Linked DNA regions of Mus musculus: all the other regions are linked to region 5. Evidence: chromatin contacts called from public HiCAR-type, HiChIP or PLAC-seq and promoter capture Hi-C data. All regions are on one chromosome and are shown on one strand. The core of a region is the stretch at or near the end of the contact, and the rest is flanking DNA. Distances in the headings are between cores, read along the strand shown.

Region 1 (2,700 bases), core at 132-2,631, 2.5 Mb before region 5:
CCATGGCCCTGCTCCTAACAGCAACAAGGATACCCGCCCCCTACACTGCCAACAAACCTTTGGGAAAAATACAAGAACAGGTGAAATTAGTCTATGCTCACACAGGAAGAAAAAGATGTCCCTCTGCTCACAGGACTCTTAGCAGAGGAAAGTGTGACATAAAGTAACCCCTTACAATTAAATCTTGACAGGCTAGGGCCCAAAGCACCTCAGGAGGGGCAAGAGAGAGATGGAAAGAGGACCGGAAGGTAGGAATAAGAGAACAATCAACTATGACGGGCAGTAACTCAGTACCAAAATCCCATGCTTTAGCTTCTGGTCAGATGCGCAATGGAGCATTTAGGCCAAGAAAGATGACAGGAAGGATCCCACTCTCTGCAGGGTCGTCTTTTCTAGAAAGACCCCAGGAAAGGTTTGTCCACTATCAGAAAAAAGAGGAGACTCTCCAGGCATCACAGGTAGACAGACTGGGGGCAGAACGGGCCTAGGGTTCCCTCCTAGCCAAGAAGGAGGTTCAGCCAGGAGACCGAAGGGGAGTAAAGGCCAAGACTCCGGAGACGCGGGCTACTCTAGTCATCGCGGAGACACTAGTTGCTTCCCACCTTGCCCCCGGCAGGGAGACCTTCCCGGGGGGTTCTCAGTTCCCAGGGTTGAGGTGAGGCAAGGAGGCACGGTGGGGACCACCAAGGGCGGTCGGGCTGGGACAACGGAGAAGAACTAGCTCTGATCAAAGCTCCAAACGCTCCCTCAGTCCAGGCCGCGTGAAGCCTCGGCCTCAGGTACCCTCAGCTGCCGGGCAATCCGCCTTGCCTGCGGTCCCCGGACCCAGGAGAAAGAGAGACCGAGATGGCAGTGGCTGTGGCGGGCAGATCACCGCCTGGAGAGAGCCCCTAGCCGGGGGCGCGTCGGAGGGGGAGGGTCTCGACACATGCGGCCTCGGTCCCCGATCGCGAGGCAGTCACTTACGTTGCTCTGGGAGTCGATGGCCTGTAGCAGCCGGTCCCTCATCTGCTGCGGAGACGCCGGAGCCGCTGTCATTGCCTGGGCGAAGCGGGGGGGAGCGGCCGGGCCGGCGGGCGGGCAGGCTGAGGAGGGGGAACGCGGGTCAGTCACTCGCCGGCCTCCGGGAACGGAGCCGCATGTTCCCCGCGGCGCCGGAGGAGGTCAAGGCGCTCGGGGAGATGGCGAGGACGGAGGGAAGCGGAGGGGACCGGAGCTCAGGCCCCGGACCACCGCCGCCACCGCCGAGCGAGGAGGAGGAGCCGACGGAGGAGCCTCCGCCACCACCGCCGCCGCCGCCTCGAGAACCAAACTCCAGTGAGCTGCCCCCCGCGCTGAGCACTCTGGGTAACCCGCGCCGCACGCAGCGTCGGCGCCACGCTGAGGAGGTTGGGAGATGGGGCGGGTGGAGACGCCGGGTTTGGGAGGGTCCGGCTCGTGAGCCCCTCCTATTGATTGTGCGCACGCGCGCGCAGGCGCAATTAGCAGGTCCTGCCGCCTGGTTCCGAGGTCCGACACAGAGGGCCGTTGGGAGGCAGTTGGGCGTGGCAACGGACGCTATCTGAAGGCCACGCCCACTCGGGACTGGAGGGATGGGCTTCCTAACGGAAGCGCACCCTTCAAGTCCTGGAACACCGACTCTATCTTCTGACTGCTTTGGGGTTGCGGAATGGAAAGACCCTCCCCCGGATGAGGGCCTCCTGCGTTTAGAAACCAGAGGATTGGAGCGGCCATAGGTAATCTGAGGAAGGCAGCGGTTCCCTGCGTTTAGACTCGTGCCTCGAGGAGCTCGGAGGAGCTCCGCACAGCCTTCTCCGCTGCAGAGGCCCCAGGCGCGGGTCTGCAGGGCAGTGCGTGTCCCCATGTGACCCGCGTGCTGCGGGGACCTAAGGTCACGTCTGGGAGCTGCCACCTCTGCAGAGGACGCAAGTCTGCAAGGCCTGCGCGACGCTGACACCTCGGGTCTGCATCCGTGCGGGGCTGGAACTCAAGAGGAAGCACCGCTTTTGTCGCCTTCCTAGAGGCGGGGGGGGGGCGGGGGGGGCTGGAGGTGGCCAGCCTGTGTCTGAACAGCAGGATGCGGAACCGTCGCCCAGCATCTTCCCCTTGGCGTTCCGAGGGGACGGAGCGACCCCGCCTTTGCATCTCAGGTGATGGAAAACAGGAACGCCTCACGGGGGAGGAAGGGAAGCACCAAGGTCACCTGGAGTTTTAAGTCAAACCAAGAAACGAAGGAAGTCAAGTATAAAGGCTGCGGTCCTCCGTCCTTCGGTGACCCCTACAACTGGACAGATGGAGGGCGGGCTCCGAGTTTAGTGCACTATACGAAAGTGGCCTCGGGAGAAATAACTTCGTGTAGTGTTGTAACCTTAAAAATCCAGACATGAAACGGAAGGGAAACAGGTAATGAAAACCACATGTACTTCTGAGAGCTGCTCAACACCTGTTAATTTTAAATTTGTCATACTTCGGGGGGGGGGTACTGGGGGAGGTGAGGAACCAGGCATTTAATTCCAACGCTTGGGAGGCAGGAGGCTCACTGGAGTTCCAGGCCAGCTTGGTCTGCACAGTGAGTTCCAGATTAGCAAGGACTACGTAAGTAAGACCCTGCCCTTTTCTCCCACCCACCCAGAAAATAAATTTATCATGGCTGGTTTCTTGATTCTGCACATGACAGAAGGCTTTGCATTACACCAATAG
Region 2 (2,700 bases), core at 189-2,688, 2.6 Mb before region 5:
TTCTAGACATTCAGAGATACATAGAGACCCTGGCTCAAAACAAACAAAACTAAAAACCTAAAGAAAATACAATTTAATTATTTATTTATTCGTTCATTTTGTGGGGTTGGGGCATGTGCCAAGGTTAGAGAACAACTTGTGGGCATAGGTTCTCTCCTTCCACCCTGTAGGTTCTGGGGATCAAACTCAGGTTACCAAGCTTGGCCACAGGCCAATCTAGCTGGCCCCACTTTTCATTTTGATTTCCCCTCTTTTTGTTTTGTGCCAAGACCTGGCTGTATCTTAGGGTGGGCCAGAGCTCACTCTATAGCTAGGCTGGTCTTGAACTTGTGATTTTCCTGCCTCATGAAGACCCTGGAGTGCTAGGATTCTAGGTTGTGCTACAGCATGGTTCCAATTTTCATGAAGTGAGATGATCTTGGGCAACTACTGAAAAATGCCAACACAGTCATTCCTGTTGACTCCAGTTGTCATTCCAGCACTTTCTGAGCACCTCCACTGTCATTCCAATCCACACTCAAGGTGCATACTGCCTCCAACATACATAGATGTGGAAAAAGTAACCAGCACTTGGGAGGCTGAGAGTTAGAGCCATCTAGGGCTACATGAGACTGCTCAAAGACTAAACCAAAACACACTTCGGTCAATTTTTTTTTTTTTTTCTTTTTCCAAGACAGGGTTTCTGTGTAGCCCTGGCTGTCCTGTAACTCACTCTGTAGACCAGGCTGGCTTCGAACTCAGAAATCCACCTGCTTCTGCCTCCTGAGTGCTGGGATTAAAGGCGTACGCCACCACCGCCCGGCTACTCTGGTCAATCGTAAAGGAATGTAAACCCAAACAGGGTATTGCAGAGCCTGCATGTGCCTCAGTGTCCTGGCTTGAACGGTGGGTGCGTTGTCAGGGTGCCATGAGGTTTCTAACTCTACTCTATTTGCTCCCGATTCTACACTAACCTTTGTCTTTCTCTTTATGCCCATAGAACTTCCCCGATGAGACTCTGAAGTGCCCAAACTGGGAGTCATTGGTGGACTGCACCCAGCGGTTCCTCCAGCGCTCTGTGGGGAGACAGGAGGGTTAGTGGTGCAAAGCGCACGGGTCCATATCATAGATGGTGGACACAGGCCACCAGCCACCACGGCAATCGCCTTCACCTCCGTCTAGAAACTCCTCCTGGAAGTACACAGTGGCTAGTGCCACGCGCAGCACACAGATGGCCCAGAGCAATGCACGAGCCGAGACCATAGCTGCACGTGCGACTTCAACTCTCTGCTCTCAGGCGTCCGTACCGCTTGACGGGCGCAACTCAGAAACTACAACTCCCGGCATGCCTTGGGATTATGACCTGGGGACGCTAATGGGTGCGCTGAAATTACTGGTCCCGTGACGCCCGGGATTGTGACCTGAGTTGCTCATTGGTGGGTGGAGCGCGGTGGCCGACGGGAAATGTAGTCTCTAGTTGCTCTGGCGCTGTCTCCTGAGGCAACCGCACACTGGGGCCTATACTTTGAGGCTGAAGCCTAGCGGGAAGAAGCCAACGCAGCTACTCAGGTGACCTCACAGTGATCAAGTGGGTTGGCAAGGGGCTTCAGGAAAACGGGCGGCATACCCACACCAGAGGTTCCTCATCTGGAGAGCGATGGGGCATGATCCCTTAGGGCTTGCAAACAATAGCGAGGAAACTGAGTATAGGCAGTGTTATTAGCATGGAGAAGAACTCCAGGTGCTGTGTGATATGGGTCCTCTCAGTTGTGTATCCTGGTTACAGGTTCCAGAGCAGGTACAGATATAGGTACGAATCTGGACGCCTGTCCTCAAATCTCTCTGAGATTCTTTGGTTTTTTTTTTTTTTTTTTTTTTTTAGATTTATTTATTTATTATATGTAAGTACACTGTAGCTGTCTTTCAGACACTCCAGAAGAGGGCATCAGATTTCGTTATGGATGGTTGTGAGCCACCATGTGGTTGCTGGGATTTGAACTCGGGACCTTCAGAAGAGCAGTCGGCGCTCTTAACCACTGAGCCATCTCACCAGCCCCGATTCTTTGGTTTTGAGCTCACTCAACCTTACCAGTTCTTATGCCTGTCCCACACGCCCTACAGCTTATTAAAAGAAATACTTTTATCTGGGTGGTGGTGGCATACACCTTTGATCACAGCACTTGGGAGGCAGGCCTGATCTAAGGAGCTCCCAGGAAAACCAGAGCTATACAGGGAAACCTTATCTTGAAAAAAATAAAAACAAAACAAAAAGTATACTTATACAGTGAAGTACTTTTAAAGGCTGAAAACACAATCTTTATTTTCCTAGAATGGCTTCCACAAGAAGACCCTTTGGCCCTCCACGTAGTGGTTTTGACTTAAGGGATATGTTCTTAGATAGCTCGAGGATGGAAGAGATCAGAAACTTACAAGCCCGAAGTCTTGGCCAAGTGACACCTGGGCAGAGCAGAATCTTAAAGAGAAACCAAACGATGGACGAGAAATATTTGATGCCCAAAGAGGAGGCCATGGCAGGGAGGGGGGTGAGTCTGGGCTTGAGGCCTCCCACCATCTCCTCCAAGACCAGAGCCAGTGAGGCCCTTAGGAAACTGGCCCAGATTGAAACCAAGATCCTGAATCGGAAGCAGGTGCCCATGGCTTGGTCTGATGTGGAGTCTGACTCCACATCCATCGAGCAGAGTCTTCCTAAGAGGACAGGTG
Region 3 (2,700 bases), core at 76-2,575, 2.5 Mb after region 5:
CCAAAGTCTCTGTCAAGGACTGGGCTGTGTCTCTCTACCCAGCCTCAGTCTATCACCTCTAAATTATACAGGATGCAAATAACATTATACATCTTTGGTTAAATGTTTACGGGAGTAATAACATTTTTTAAGGTTTAGATAATTTCTAAATGTTTCTAGATAATGCCAATTAATTACATTAACTATGTATATATAAGTAAAATGCTTTTCTAGATTATTACATTGTATAGTTAGAGCACCCTTATGAATTAAGCCAGGAAGAGAGCTTTATTAGGTCTGTCTGAATGTCTCAAGGGAGGGATGCTAGACTGGAACGAGAAAACCCTTCCCACAAGCCAATTAGTCTTTATGTTCTACTCAGTTCCATTAGGTATAGAGGCCTGCCTCTGTATTTCCATCTCACTAAATACTGTATAGTTAAATCCTACATTGCTTAATACACAAAGCATCAAACAAGGACGATATGAATAGCTAGGAAAATACATAGGCAAAATTAAAGAGCAGGAGAAACACTTTTCATCAAGTGCAAGATATATTAAAATTGTCGTTCTGTACATATTCAAATAATTGTGATTAGTTCCTGTCTTCGAAGACCTTTCTTAGGTACATAGGTATCTGCTTACAAGAGTGGATCAGACAATAAGATACTAGAGAAAGCAAAAAGACACATAAAGGATGGACTTGGGAGAACTGGAGAATTTTAGCTTAATATCCAAAATGGTGTATCCTCCATTTCACATTGTTAACCACTGTATGCACCGCTAATCTCTTCAAAATGGGAACAAAAAATAGCTTTCGCTATAATTTCTATACATTGCTTTAAAAGTTTGGATTTATATCTTAGAGGCCACACTTGACATCAGTCTTCTTTGTTAATGTGCATGTCATCAGGAAATTCAGACTCGGCCGTACCCATCCCACTGTTCAACCTTGAAGCAGTTCTCCGTGATGGCCTTTTCCTTTTTTTTTTAGAGTGTGATCCCAAGTTCCACCTCACTGAGTTTTGTGAGAATACTTAATACTAGGAGAGTACACAGTGATTAATTTAAGGAGCTTTTATTTCGTTTTGCAGTAGTGAGTCTGGTGCGATGAGATTCAGAAGGCCTGGAGCTTCGCACAAGCAGGACTAGAGCAGGGTTTGGAATTCGCAGCCGCACTCTCCAGGAGGCAGAGAGAGGGTGGAAACCTTTGGTTGCAGTCTGCCAAAAAACCCCATTCCAGAAAATGACTTTACAGCCTAGTACTCCAAGACCATAGTGGGCCGCGGGGCGCTCCCTGGTGTGACGTCATCACAGCGCTTCGCCGCAGGATGCGCGCGCAGCCCTGTCCGCCGCTGGGAAGGCGGGGCTTCCTGCTGTGTGCACCCAGTGCCTCTGTGCGTCCAGTTGCTGCGACCGGCCCAGGGAAGCGCGCCGTGGAGACTCTTTTCCCGGACGAGGCCATCCTCCTTCGTGGGCTTCCGAGCGAGACTTATCCATGCCGAACTCGAGGCCCAGGCCCCGCCGGGGCGCCGGGGGTGGCGCAGGTGCGGCCGGCCGGGACCGGCTGGTGGCACGGTCCTTGCAGAGTGCTGAGCACTGTCTAGGTGACCAGGACTTCGGCACTGCTTATGCCCATTACCTTCTGGTGCTCAGCCTGGCGCCAGAGCTAAAAGACGACGTGAAGGTGAGGCCTTATTTTTTTCAGTGGCTAGCAAATCCTGTGATCTGAGCAGGAACAACAGGGTATGGTGTGTGTGTGTGTGTGTGTGTGTGTGTGTAACAGAGACGAGAGACAGGGAGAGACAGAGACACCGAGACATACAGAGACAGAGACGGACTCTCCAAGCATCGAATTACTATAGCCTACAGCCCATCTCAATACAGCCAGGTTTTAGTAACAAAAGTCAAAAGTTGTCACACATCTGTTTCAAAATTTCTGCCTCACTTAAGATTCCAAAGGCCTTTTAAATGGGATAGGACTGGGTAGTTCTTTTTCCCCTCCAGTATCTAATTTAAATTAGCCCTGCCTTGTAGGCGTTGCATTATCTTGTGTAGAAAGAATGCTGTGTATCCTGAGGTTGGATAAAGTGTTCAGTCATAAGGAACTTTTAATATTTGTTGATTCGTCTTACTTGCATCAGTTAACCGGTTGAACTACTGTATTTTTTTTTTTTAATGTTAGAATCTCAATTTCAAAAAGTAACTTAATTGCATATACAGTTTTAAGCTGTGGACAGTCTTGCTTTGTTTAGTCCAGAGTTTCTCAACCTGACACTGGTGACATTTTGCACCAGACAGTCCTGTGTCTTCCTTCCTGTTTCACAGCACGGTTTGTCCTCTGCCCACTAGATGTCAGTAGCATTAGGCTTTTGTAGTCCAAAGAAATTTCAGGACCTGTTGGTTTACTTGGAAATATGCTAGTATGTTGGGTCGTTTGTTCCTCTGTGTAGAAAGTAGTAGAATAGTGTGTGTTCCTCTGTGTAGACAGTAGTAGAATAGTGTGTGTTCCTCTATGCAGACAGCAGTAGAATAGTGTGTGTTCCTCTGTGTAGACAGCAGTAGAATAGTGTGTGTTCCTCTGTGTAGACAGCAGTAGAATAGTGTGTGTTCCTCTATGCAGACAGCAGTAGAATAGTGTGTGTTCCTCTATGCAGACAGCAGTAGAATAGTGTGTGTTCCTCTGTGTAGACAGCAGTAGAATAGTGTGTGTTCCTCTATG
Region 4 (2,700 bases), core at 19-2,518, 2.4 Mb before region 5:
TTACATACATATGTGTGTGACCAGATCACATATATGACTACAACATGCTGAGCCTGTTTCTATTGTTTGTGTGTGGATGGTTTCAGAGTTGATCACACTGCATTGGACAAGCAGTGAGGGTCCTTATCCCTGGGAGAGGCTAGCTTTCCCTCTTGTAGCTGTCTTTAGTTGCCTGTAGTTCTTTGTCTAGGAGAGGGGCGAGTTTTCTCACTTCCAGATGAACATGTCTATTGACCTTGACCTTGTTCTTGTCTTGTTTATGGAGCCATTTCTTGGGAGACCGTTTCACAGCAGACTTTCTGCTATTCTGGCTCTTCTGTTCTAATCTTCCTCTTGCCTCTTTGTAGATGTTCCCCGAGTCACAGATGCAAGAGCTGTGACTGGATGTATCTACTGGGGCTGGTTCCCACCACCTCCTGATCTCTGAATTGTCCAGCCAGTGGTGGCTTGCTGTGATGGGCTCTATTTGCTGTAAAGAGGCTTAGTGATGAGGGGTGGTAGCTGCACTTATCTGTGGGTCTAAGGTAGAACGAAGTCAGAGACTATGCTAATTTAGCAAAGTGGTGGTAGTAGATTCTTTTCTAAGATCCCTGACCTTACTAACTCTGAGAACCTGGCTAGGTTTCCAGTACCAGTTTAATCTCCTTCCTGTTGAGTGGGTCTTAAGTCAAATTAGACAGCTGTATTTTCTTAGTGATTGATGTGGGAGGTCCCAGCTCACTATGGGTGGTGCCCCTGGGCAGGTGATCCTTGGATGTCTAAGGAAGCAGGCTGAGCAAGACATGGGGAACAAGCCAGTACGCAGCACCCTCTATGGCCTCTGCTTCAGTTCCTGCCTTGAGTTCCCTCACTGATGGATTGGAGGTACATCCAAGGTAGCTCAGTACAGAACACAGGTAGTCAGGAAGAGCAACAATCGCTTTTAACCTCTGACCTGAATCCAGCGCTGAAGCACATTTCCTGTGACCCCGGGATGGCATGACAGTCAGCAGCAGATGTGGACCAGACTGCATCATGCACCACCCCCACTGACAGCTTGGCTGCTGTGAACTGTCAAGCCTGGCACACAACAGTTAACCGCCGGGTCTGGCCGGGTGCCCAGCCTGGGCTGCAACACAGCCAGTTCCTTTCTTTTATCCCACTTGCTGGGAGAACTCAGCTGGGTGAATAGAAAGTACCTAAGACAAAAGTTACCAAGAGAGGCAGAGCCTTGTTTCCGCTGTGGCTCTGGGCCCAGGAACTTCCTTCTTTCACCCGCTTCTCCTAGAGACTTCCAAATGACGCCCTCCATGGCAGCAAGAGGGAAGCGGGCATCTTGGAGAGAGCCTGGAGTAGACGCTGCAAAAGGGCCCTTGAAGATGCCTCATTCTTGCTGAGGTGTTTGCAGTTAACATACAGGAGCCAAAATGATGGGCAGCTGCCCAAGCACTCACTGAGCTCAAGATTTGTCAGTGAGCCCCTACTGTGTGCTGGGCATGCTGACGCATGGTTTTAGGATTTATGCACCTGTGGGTCCCACACTTCCCAGGGAGCAGACACTGAACATGGAGAGCCTTGGGAGCTGAGGGTGAGTATGGCACAGAATACGGGGTGGGCCCCACGGGGAGTGGTTGAAAGGACACATCGAATCAAGGACCTTCAGAAGAGGTAGCATTTACACTGAAATGAGAATGGGAAAGATTTAGTTTAGCATGTGCAAAGGACCGAGATAAAGTACAGACAGCCCCCCCTCCACCTTCCCTTCTTCCGCCTCTTCCTCCTCTTCCTCCTTTTTCTTCTCCTCCCCCTCCTCACATCTTCTGCCTTTTTTTGAGGCAGGATCTCCTATAATCCAGGCTGGTCTCCATTTGCTCTGCTGACCCAGGCTAGTGTGCAACAACAGCTTCTCAGGCATACATAGCCTGAATGGTGCCCCATCCCTACCTACTTGGTGTCTATGGGGTTGTCTCATGAAATCCATACTGGCCTTGAACTCACCACGTATATAAATAAGGATGACTTTGAACTCCTGATCCTCCTGCCTCCACCTTCTGATTCCCATGCTAGGCAAGCACCCCATGTGTTTACAGGTGTGTGCCACTGTGTCCAGTTTAGGCCAGGGGACCTTTACCAAGGGGATCCTATCCCCAGGGAGACATTGACATCTGAAGAGATTTTTGGTTGTGGACTTTGGTGGCAATGGGAGGTGGTGATTTCTATCTTTAGTGGTTACAGCTAGGGGCCAATAGGTCAGGTTACACTCTCCCCCTCACCCCTTCTCACAGAGTGGTTCAGTGTCATGAAGAAATTGAGTAAGCCAAGGTCAGAGGGCATAACAACCCGGGATTTTGGGGTGAAGATCAAGACCAAAATGTTTTGAGCCTCCTCTAAATATGAATTTGGAAGTGATTGTCAAAGGTGCCTGTCCACATGCTGAATATGATGCAGTCTTGCATGTATGAGTGTGACACAGCCTGTGTGTGGACAGCACCATATTGGTCCAGGGACCAGCTCAACTCATGAGGCTTGGCTGCAAGCTCCTTTGCCTTTTGATCCATCTTGCTAGCCCTGTAGTTTTGTTTTGTTCTGTTCTGCTTTTTAACCTTTGACTTTATTTTTAGTTTTTGTAAACTAAACTTTAAACTAATAAAACTTTATTTTAGTTTTTGTGTTGAGACAGGGTCTCTGTGCAACCTTGGCTGTCCTGAAACTCACTTTATA
Region 5 (2,700 bases), core at 13-2,512:
TAGGGGATCCAATGCCCTTTTCTGGCCTTCTCAGGCACCTATATGCACCCAGCATGAATGCATGCATACATATACATGGGCCTATACACACACATAAAATAAATAATATTCTTTTCATTGTTGTCTTCTCCAGACAGGGTTTCTCTGTGTAACCTCTGCTGTCCTGGAACTCACTCTGTAGACCACACTGGTTCCAAACTCACAGAGATCTGCCAGCCTCTGCCTCCTAGGTGCTAGAATTAAAGGAATGTGCCATCACTACCCAGAAAATAGTAAATACTTTTTAAAGAAATATTTTAAGAAGTAAATACTTTTAACAACAACAAAAGAGGACATACAAAACTATGGAGGCTTTGAAGAACCACCCAGTATGTCTGTGTCATGTCTGTTCTGTACTGAAGAGTCCAGCTCATCAGGAATTCAGAAGGTGAATTCCAAGCCTTACCCTGCTAAGCAGCAGTGGGTATCTGTGGTGATAGATGTGTCAGAGCTATGTGTCCTGACTTCACAGTCTTCTGTACCTGGGCATCAGGAAGTCATGGTGTGGACCAGGTTCTAGGAGAGCGCCGAGAAGGCAGCCAAACACTCGGGTGCTGCACTCCATGAGACCCTGGGCAGAACACTTCAACCTCCAGCTCAGATTCCCCACCTGTAAAACTGGAGCCATCTATGTCCCCACCATGATATATAGGGATAAACCATGGAAAAGTTAATCAAGGCAAGTGTCAGCAAACCAAGCAGAACTGTGAACATAAAGGATTGAAAAAACCAGCTATCCTAAGAGTTCCGGGAAGGTAGACTCAGGTAGTGTGGGTCAATCCCTGGGTTTGCCCACCAGCATCTCACATTTAGGATCGTCTTATAGTTCTGAAACCTTCAAGATTCCTGAAGGGCTACTCCCGTCTTCCTGTCACTGAGTAGAGTAGAGGGTTCTGGAAAGGACCCAAATTCTGCCAAGAGGCAACTCATTCAGATCTCTTCTCTTCTCTTCTCTTCTCTTCTCTTCTCTTCTCTTCTCTTCTCTTCTCTTCTCTTCTCTTCTCTTCTCTTCTCTTCTCTTCTCTTCTCTTCTCTTCTCTTCTCTTTTTTTTCTCTCTCTCTCCCTTTTTTTTGTAACAGACTTGCCAGAGTCATATGATTTATCCCCTTACAGGCAGGGCCCGCCTCCGGGCTGGATGTTGCAACAGCAGCGAGAACGCCGGCTCAGCTGGGCGGCCACCACGTGACCCGCGTACTTAAAGGGCTGGCGCGGGCAGCTGCTCGCTCACGGTCTCCAGTCGCCTCCAGAGTTTCCGCATACAACCAGTGAGTGGAGCCTGCCCGCGCAGAGCCGTCTCGAGCATAGCCCGGAGCCTGAATCGAGCAGAACCAGCCTGAACTAGCCCAGTCCGGTGATGGAGCGTCCACAGCCCGACAGGCAAGCGACTGTGTGGGGAAGGGAGCTGTGACCGGTGTCCCTTATCCTGCCTGGGAATGCAGGCTGCGGGGCCAGGGGACGAGTTACCGCCCAGTCTACCTGTAGCTATGGGAAGCTGGAGGGAGAAAATGTGATTCACTCCTCTGACACGCTGGAGGTGACGATTGGGAGTGTCTTGTAGTATCCAGGTTTGAGGGATGGTGAACGCACTGCTAAGTCCTGGAACCCGTACTCACTATTCTTGGGGTTGGGGGTTGGGGAGCTTGTCTTTTGCTGGCGCGGAGTGGTCACTTATCAATTTCCAACCTCAGACGATTTGTAAGATGCAGGGAGGCCAGTAGCAGAACTAGAGGGTGCTGAGGTTGGGGTGTTTTTTGTTTGGGGGTGTGTGGGGAGAGGAGGGGTTTTTGTGTGTTTTGTTTTGGAGACAGGGTCTATGTAGTCCTGGAACTCTGGAACTCCCTAGTAGATCAAGTTGGCCTTGAACTCCAGTTCGCTTCACTTTGCTTCCTGAGATTGAACGTGCTCCACCACCATGCTTGGCTTCTCCTCCTCCTCCTCCTCCTCCTCCTCCTCCTCCTCCTCCTCCTCCTCCTCCTTCTCCTCCTCCTCCTCCTTCTCCTCTTTGACTTTTGAGACAGAGTTCCTCTTTGTAGCCCTGGATGTCTTGGAATTCACTCTGTAGATCCGGCTGGCCTAGAACTCAGAGATCTGTCTGCTTCTGCCTCCCTAGTGCTGACATTAGAGGCATGTGCCATTCCACCCAGCTCTTTTTTTTTTTTTTTTTAATAAACCCAATCATACTTTTTTTAAAAAAAAGTTTTTTTTTAAAATATTTATGTATTTATTTATTTATTTATTTAATGTATATGAGTACACTATAGCTGTCATCAGACACAGCAGATGAAGGTGTCAGAACCCACCATGTGGTTGCTGGGAATTGAACACAGGACCTTTAGAAGAGCAGTCAGTGCTCTTGACCGCTGAGCCACCTCTCCAGCCCACCAACCTTATTTTTATATTTTTATTTAAAGTGTCTCATTACATTTTATTTATTGTGCATGTAGAGTGACACATTAAACATGTGAAGGTCAGAGGACTTGAAAGGAGTCATTTCTCAGACCACCATGTGGGTTCCAAGAAAGATTGGCTTATCAGGCATGGTGGCAAGTGCTTTTCCTGGCTGAGCCTCCTTCCAGTGTTTAATCCTCATCCCTGACTTTAGCAGTAAGGATTGAATTTAGTACTTCAGACATTCTAGGCAAGCACTGTACCACTAAGGT
Region 6 (2,700 bases), core at 36-2,535, 2.8 Mb before region 5:
TTAAGGTCAAAATTGCACCAATGTCCTTCCCCAGGCTCACCACATACTTCCTCCTCTTCCACTGTTCCTTTTTTTTTTCTGTTTAGGCCCCTTGGGTATTATGCATATTTATTTGATGTGCCCATCCCCCACTGAGTATCCCTTGCAAGTCTTGACAGTCAGACAACAGCTCTTCCCTGCACTAGAAGGATTTATGTGAGGTGTATGTTTGTGGGAGGTGAAAGGTCCCAGAGACTCAGTACTGTATTTATGTATCTAGTGTAAATTGTAATTATTACATGCTATTGTGTATTTGCACGTGCGCCAGTGCACTGTGAGGTCTAAGGACAACTTATGGGAACGGATTCTCTCCCCCTTTTGGGAACTGAGCTCCTTGGATGAGGCTTGTAAGCAGACACTAAGCCATCATGCCTGCCTCTAGTGTTTGCTTCTTTTTTAAGACACGGTCTCTTGTAGCCAAAGGGGCCTTGAACCTAATGCTTTCAACCTCCTAAATGTTCTGAAGACAAGCATATACCACCATGCCATGGTGTCTGCCTCTGTGTGTGTGTGTGTGTCTCCTTCCCTCCCTCCCTCCCTCCCTCCCTCCCTCCCTCCCTCCCTCCCTCCCTCCCTCCCTCCCTCCCTCCCTCCCTCCCTCCCATCTCTCTCTCTCTCTCTCTCTCTCTCTCTCTCCCTCTCTCTCTCTTTCTCTCTCTGTGTCTATCTCTCTCCCTCTGTGTGTGTGTGTGTGTGTGTGTGTGTGTGTGTGTGTATTAAGGGGGCTACGATGCTCCAGGCTGGCCTCAACTCCCTTCTAGGCAGGCCCCAAACTTCATCCTTCTTGTCTTAGCTTCCAAGGTAGCTTAAACAAAGATTTCACAGAGCGTTCCCTGGGTGAGCACTGTGACCCCAGACTCCCCATGCATCGGTCCAGGTTTCCAGGGGCTTGAGGCTGGGGAGATACCGGGAAAGCCTCGTCACCCGTGTTCCCCGCGGAGTCCCAGGTGCCACCCCCTCCCCCGCCCCCCGCGCGCGCTAACTATGCTGTTGTGCCTGGTTTGTTGACGCCGTCGCCATAGGGACGGTCGGGGGCGGGGCCCGGCCGCGGGGGCGGGGCTTGAGGAGCGCAGTCCGGGCTCCCGCAGTAGCCGCCACAGCCACCACCGCCAGGCTTATATACCGCGGCTAAATTTAGGCTGAGCCCGGAGCTCGTCCCCATCCGGGACGCGTTTCCGTCGACGCCTCCTAGCCCGGCCCTCTGTGCCTGCCGCGCCTATAAGGCCTGGGTGGGCCGGGCCACAGCACACACAGTCCCTGCCATGGCGCTCAGCGAGCCTATCTTGCCGTCCTTTGCCACTTTCGCCAGCCCGTGCGAGCGCGGCCTCCAGGAGGTGAGGGCAGCGAGGGTCCGCGGGCGGCGGGGTAGCAAGGTACCAGGCTACAGGGTGCAGGAGCCAGTACTGGAGATGACAAGGTCCAGGGTGCTGACCGCCTCAGGGAGTTAGACTTCAGGCTGTGGGACAGGAGGTGGGTGCAGGGACTGAGGACACGCGCGCTGAAGGGATGCCGTGCACCGGGTGCAGATCTTGAGGGCCTAGTTGTTAGACTTTGGGGTGCAGGGTAGCAGGAGGCACCCCCACTCACGTCCCGCGCCCTGTCTCCTGCAGCGCTGGCCGCGAAATGAACCCGAGGCGGGCGGCACGGATGAGGACCTAAACAACGTGTTGGACTTCATCCTCTCCATGGGATTGGACGGTCTGGGCGCCGAAAATCCTCCCGAGCCCCCGCCGCAGCCCCCGCCGCCTGCCTTCTACTACCCGGAGCCGGGTGCTCCGCCGCCCTACAGCATCCCCGCGGCCAGCCTGGGAACAGAGCTGCTGCGCCCCGACCTGGACCCGCCTCAGGGGCCGGCTCTGCACGGCCGCTTCCTCCTCGCGCCTCCCGGGCGGCTAGTGAAGGCCGAGCCCCCCGAGGTGGACGGCGGCGGCTACGGCTGCGCTCCGGGCCTGGCCCACGGACCGCGCGGGCTGAAGCTCGAGGGCGCCCCAGGAGCGACAGGTGCATGCATGCGGGGTCCCGCCGGCCGCCCCCCGCCGCCCCCGGACACGCCGCCGCTCAGCCCCGACGGCCCCCTGCGCATCCCGGCGTCCGGTCCCCGCAACCCGTTCCCGCCGCCCTTCGGTCCCGGCCCCAGCTTCGGCGGTCCCGGCCCCGCGTTGCACTACGGGCCTCCCGCGCCTGGCGCCTTCGGTCTTTTCGAGGACGCGGCGGCAGCGGCGGCGGCGCTGGGCTTGGCTCCACCTGCCACGCGCGGTCTCCTCACGCCGCCCTCGTCCCCGCTGGAGCTGCTGGAGGCCAAGCCCAAACGCGGCCGCCGCTCCTGGCCCCGCAAGCGCGCCGCCACACATACTTGCAGCTACACCAACTGCGGCAAGACCTACACCAAGAGCTCGCACCTAAAGGCGCATCTGCGTACACACACAGGTGGGCGCCTGGCCTCATTCCCGGGATCTGCGGCAGGGGGATGGCCGCGAGTTCAGGAACAGGCTAGGTTACAGAGGAAGACCCTGTCCATCCTCCAGAAGGGAAATGGATACTGTCCCCAGAGTCTATGACACTGCCAAGGGGGTGTGGCAGTTTAATGGGTTGGCTCCGAGGGACTCAGGTCTCAAGAATTCGGGACATAATTAAGAAGCTGTGGAGGGCTGGGCTGGGGCT
Region 7 (2,700 bases), core at 122-2,621, 2.6 Mb before region 5:
TAGGCTGGATAACATACTGCCAGGCCAACCTGGGATATGGTGTGAGGCCCTTAAAGACCAGCTGTGCTTCTTCACTCATTTTCCTTTTTCTTTTGTTTTTTTTTTTTTTTTTTTTTAGGCAGTCTATGTAGTCTTGCCTGTACTGGAACTTGTACAATCAGTTGGCCACAAACTCACAGAGATCGACCTGCCTTTGCCTTCTAAGTGTTGAGATTAAAGCGGTGGTCCCATCATCCCTGGCTCTAAACTTTTTATTATTTCTATTATTTTTAATCATATTTTTCTTGATGTTTAAATCTAGTTTACAAAACTAGCTCTAGAACAGTCAGGACTACACAGAGAAACCCTATCTCGAAAGCAAAAAAAAAAAAAAAAAAAAAAGGAAAAGAAAAACGTTGCAAAAACTAAAGGGAAAGCTTTTTGATCTATGCACCTGAAATGCAGAAAGCTATGGTCTCAGCCTGCAGAAAGGCTGCACAGTTTGCACAGTTCCCACCTTCCTGCAGATCCGCAATTGCCTCTGCAAAGACCACCCAGGGACCACTCCCGACCCAAAAGCCTGGATAGAGAATATATGATAGTCTCTCCTTATGACACACAGATCCAGCAGTCTATCTTGGTACAGGGCTCCGGGTAGGACAGAAGAACGGCTGCTCTGCTCTGCAGAGGAAACTTGCAACTCTAAAGAAATTGGCTGCGGCGGGGCCCGCATTGAACCCCGAGGCGGCTGAGGGCCTGAGGGGAACTCACGCTGTTGCTGCTCCAGTGCCAGCTTGCACTTGTAGTAACTGTAGAACTCGCCTCCAAACAGAAACGAGAACTTAGGGTTGTCCTTCTGCTTCTCCATCGTCATTTTCTCGAACTCGGGTCCGTTGCGAGCCACAAACTGAGCGAGCTTATCGATGACATTTCGAAGCTCCTGATCTGCAAAACAGAGGAAAAGGCGTCAGTGGGGGCAGCCTGACCCGGGGACCAGGCCGGGGTCCTCTGGGGCGGGCCACTGCAAGGCGGTGGTGTACGGGTCCTGACTAGGGCCAAGCGCGCGCCAGGAATGCGGGGAACCACGGAGAGGCCGAGGGAGGAGCGGCGAGGCCGCAGCGCGCTCCGTCACTGGCCCGGCAACGCGAGGAGGCACGGCTGGCCGGCGGGGGCACACGAGAAGAACCCAACGACCTCAGCTCAGGGACCGGCCTCACCATCTGGCGGCATCGGCATCTCCATGGCTGCAGCCACTGGCAACGTCCTCCGCCGCCTCACGATCGCTTACCAGCACCGGCCACAGAAGCCGGCCGGAAGTGGCGCGAAGGGCGACGTTTACGACGGCCTCGCGGGCCGCTTCGCGCGCCATTTACGGCTGTCGCTGGGAAACACCGGAAGTGAAGACCGGAGGAGGGCGGGAAGGGACTGCGTGAGGACTCCAGAGAAGGATGGCCTAGTGAGACGCATGCGCGTGAGCCTCTTTGCGCATGCGGCGGCCCGGCCGCTGTTCCCCGACGCGCTGGAGCGTGAGAAGCTGCGCCGGCGGTACTCTGGGTTTCTGCTGCGTTCTTGCGAACGCGTGCACTCCCAGGCCTCTGCGTCTTTCACATCCTTTTACGCCATCCAGAAGGCGGGATCGGCAGGTGATGGTTTTGGCGAATCACACCTCACTCGGCTCCTGTTCCGATATGCTCCTTCTGGGTAAGAATTTTGAGCATTGGGGCTCCACAACATCACATCAGACCGACGTGGAGCAAAGACATCTCTTCTGAAGCGACTATAGACGTTCTATGGAAGGAGAAGCGGAAGCTGCGTCAACACCCCATCCCTTCTGTTTATTTATATTATTACTTACTCCTGGTTTTTGAATATTAGGTCTCATAGAGCCCAAGCTGATCTCTAACTCCCCACACAGCCTTAGATAATCTTGCACTCCCGATCCTCCTCTTAGCTCTTAAGTACTGAGATGACAGGCGTGTGCCACCACCACACCAGGGTTACAGGATACTGGGGATGGAAGACAGGACTGGCTGCATGTTAGGCAATCACTGAGATATACCATCGACCTTTAGAAAGAAAAAAAGATTTATATTTTGCCGGGCATGGTAGCGCACGCCTTTAGTCTCAACACTTGGGAGGCAGTGGCAGACAGATCTCAAGTTCAAAACCAATTTGGTCTACAAAGAGTTTCAGGATAGCCAGGACTATACAGAGAAACCCTGTCTCGAAAACAAAGGTTTAATTATGTGTCAGGTGGGTTTGTGTACGTGACTTCAGGGCCTAAAGAAGCTGGAAGCAGGCACAGGATCTACAGCACTGGCATGATTTACTTTCTGAGTTTGTGCTGGCCACTAAGCCCTTAGTGATCCTTTGAGCCTGTTATGCCAGGGTCTCCGACTTTTCCTAATTGGATATTCTTACTGCTGGAAGCACCACACCACGATTATATGAGGAGGAAGGAGGAAGTTGAGCCTAGCAGGTATCCTGATCCCTATGCCCTTCCTGTAACTCCTGTCTTGCCTGCTGTGAAGCCCCTTTATAATGTCCTACTCTTGGAGCTGCAGAGATAGCTCAATGGTGATGTGCTTGTCATGGGAGCAGGACCACCTGAGTTCAGGTCCAAGAATTCAGTGTAAAAACCAGACAACAGCAGCACAGGCCTGCAATCCCCAAAGACTATTGTGACCTTGTAGGGACTCTGTGTGGCTCACAGTAAATAGA

What was found. Promoter capture Hi-C pulls out the DNA fragments that hold promoters and counts their contacts. HiCAR-type assays count read pairs that join an accessible place to other places. HiChIP or PLAC-seq counts read pairs in DNA pulled down with a chosen protein or histone mark.
Region 1: a contact with region 5 is called in a promoter capture Hi-C map of second pharyngeal arch cranial neural crest. The contact joins the promoter of Med26 here to the promoter of Hmox1 in region 5. A contact is called at or near these places in 6 of 39 promoter capture datasets (the HPC-7 cell line, cranial neural crest, embryonic stem cells and 3 more) and 2 of 115 datasets of contacts at active chromatin or transcription factors (embryonic forebrain and embryonic stem cells).
Region 2: a contact with region 5 is called in a promoter capture Hi-C map of second pharyngeal arch cranial neural crest. The contact joins the promoter of 1700030K09Rik here to the promoter of Hmox1 in region 5. A contact is called at or near these places in 4 of 39 promoter capture datasets (cranial neural crest, embryonic stem cells, liver and 1 more), 1 of 484 Hi-C or Micro-C datasets (B cells) and 1 of 115 datasets of contacts at active chromatin or transcription factors (embryonic stem cells).
Region 3: a HiCAR-type map of astrocytes shows a contact between it and region 5, with 6 times the contacts expected there. The contact joins the promoter of Prmt9 here to the promoter of Hmox1 in region 5. A contact is called at or near these places in 1 of 39 promoter capture datasets (cranial neural crest) and 2 of 115 datasets of contacts at active chromatin or transcription factors (astrocytes and embryonic stem cells).
Region 4: a promoter capture Hi-C map of hippocampal neurons shows a contact between it and region 5, with 6 times the contacts expected there. The contact joins the promoter of Nwd1 here to the promoter of Hmox1 in region 5. A contact is called at or near these places in 3 of 39 promoter capture datasets (embryonic stem cells, hippocampal neurons and second pharyngeal arch cranial neural crest) and 3 of 115 datasets of contacts at active chromatin or transcription factors (astrocytes, embryonic stem cells and stem cell-derived neural progenitor cells).
Region 6: a contact with region 5 is called in an H3K27ac HiChIP or PLAC-seq map of embryonic stem cells, with 9 times the contacts expected there. The contact joins the promoter of Klf2 here to the promoter of Hmox1 in region 5. A contact is called at or near these places in 4 of 39 promoter capture datasets (cranial neural crest, embryonic stem cells, liver and 1 more) and 1 of 115 datasets of contacts at active chromatin or transcription factors (embryonic stem cells).
Region 7: a promoter capture Hi-C map of liver shows a contact between it and region 5, with 4 times the contacts expected there. The contact joins the promoter of Cherp here to the promoter of Hmox1 in region 5. A contact is called at or near these places in 7 of 39 promoter capture datasets (cranial neural crest, embryonic stem cells, frontonasal cranial neural crest and 4 more) and 3 of 115 datasets of contacts at active chromatin or transcription factors (astrocytes, embryonic forebrain and embryonic stem cells).

The regions. Positions count from the first base shown.
Region 1 is chr8:72,546,929-72,549,628 of GRCm38.p6, forward strand. It overlaps Med26 (mediator complex subunit 26), which reads right to left and starts at 1,382. Exons shown (of 3, transcript NM_027485.4): 1 at 967-1,382. The coding sequence starts at 1,038.
Region 2 is chr8:72,442,442-72,445,141 of GRCm38.p6, forward strand. 1700030K09Rik (RIKEN cDNA 1700030K09 gene) reads left to right here and starts at 1,439. Exons shown (of 8, transcript NM_028170.2): 1 at 1,439-1,548; 2 at 2,309-2,700. The coding sequence starts at 2,310. Calr3 (calreticulin 3) reads right to left here and starts at 1,337. Exons shown (of 9, transcript NM_028500.3): 1 at 1,152-1,337; 2 at 954-1,055. The coding sequence starts at 1,242.
Region 3 is chr8:77,548,072-77,550,771 of GRCm38.p6, forward strand. It overlaps Prmt9 (protein arginine methyltransferase 9), which reads left to right and starts at 1,326. Exons shown (of 12, transcript NM_001081240.3): 1 at 1,326-1,665. The coding sequence starts at 1,477.
Region 4 is chr8:72,645,443-72,648,142 of GRCm38.p6, forward strand. It overlaps Nwd1 (NACHT and WD repeat domain containing 1), which reads left to right and starts at 1,269. Exons shown (of 19, transcript NM_176940.5): 1 at 1,269-1,567.
Region 5 is chr8:75,092,356-75,095,055 of GRCm38.p6, forward strand. It overlaps Hmox1 (heme oxygenase 1), which reads left to right and starts at 1,263. Exons shown (of 5, transcript NM_010442.2): 1 at 1,263-1,417. The coding sequence starts at 1,395.
Region 6 is chr8:72,317,777-72,320,476 of GRCm38.p6, forward strand. Klf2 (Kruppel-like factor 2 (lung)) reads left to right here and starts at 1,286. Exons shown (of 3, transcript NM_008452.2): 1 at 1,286-1,373; 2 at 1,650-2,466. The coding sequence starts at 1,302.
Region 7 is chr8:72,473,862-72,476,561 of GRCm38.p6, forward strand. It overlaps Cherp (calcium homeostasis endoplasmic reticulum protein), which reads right to left and starts at 1,372. Exons shown (of 18, transcript NM_138585.3): 1 at 1,197-1,372; 2 at 751-924. The coding sequence starts at 1,221.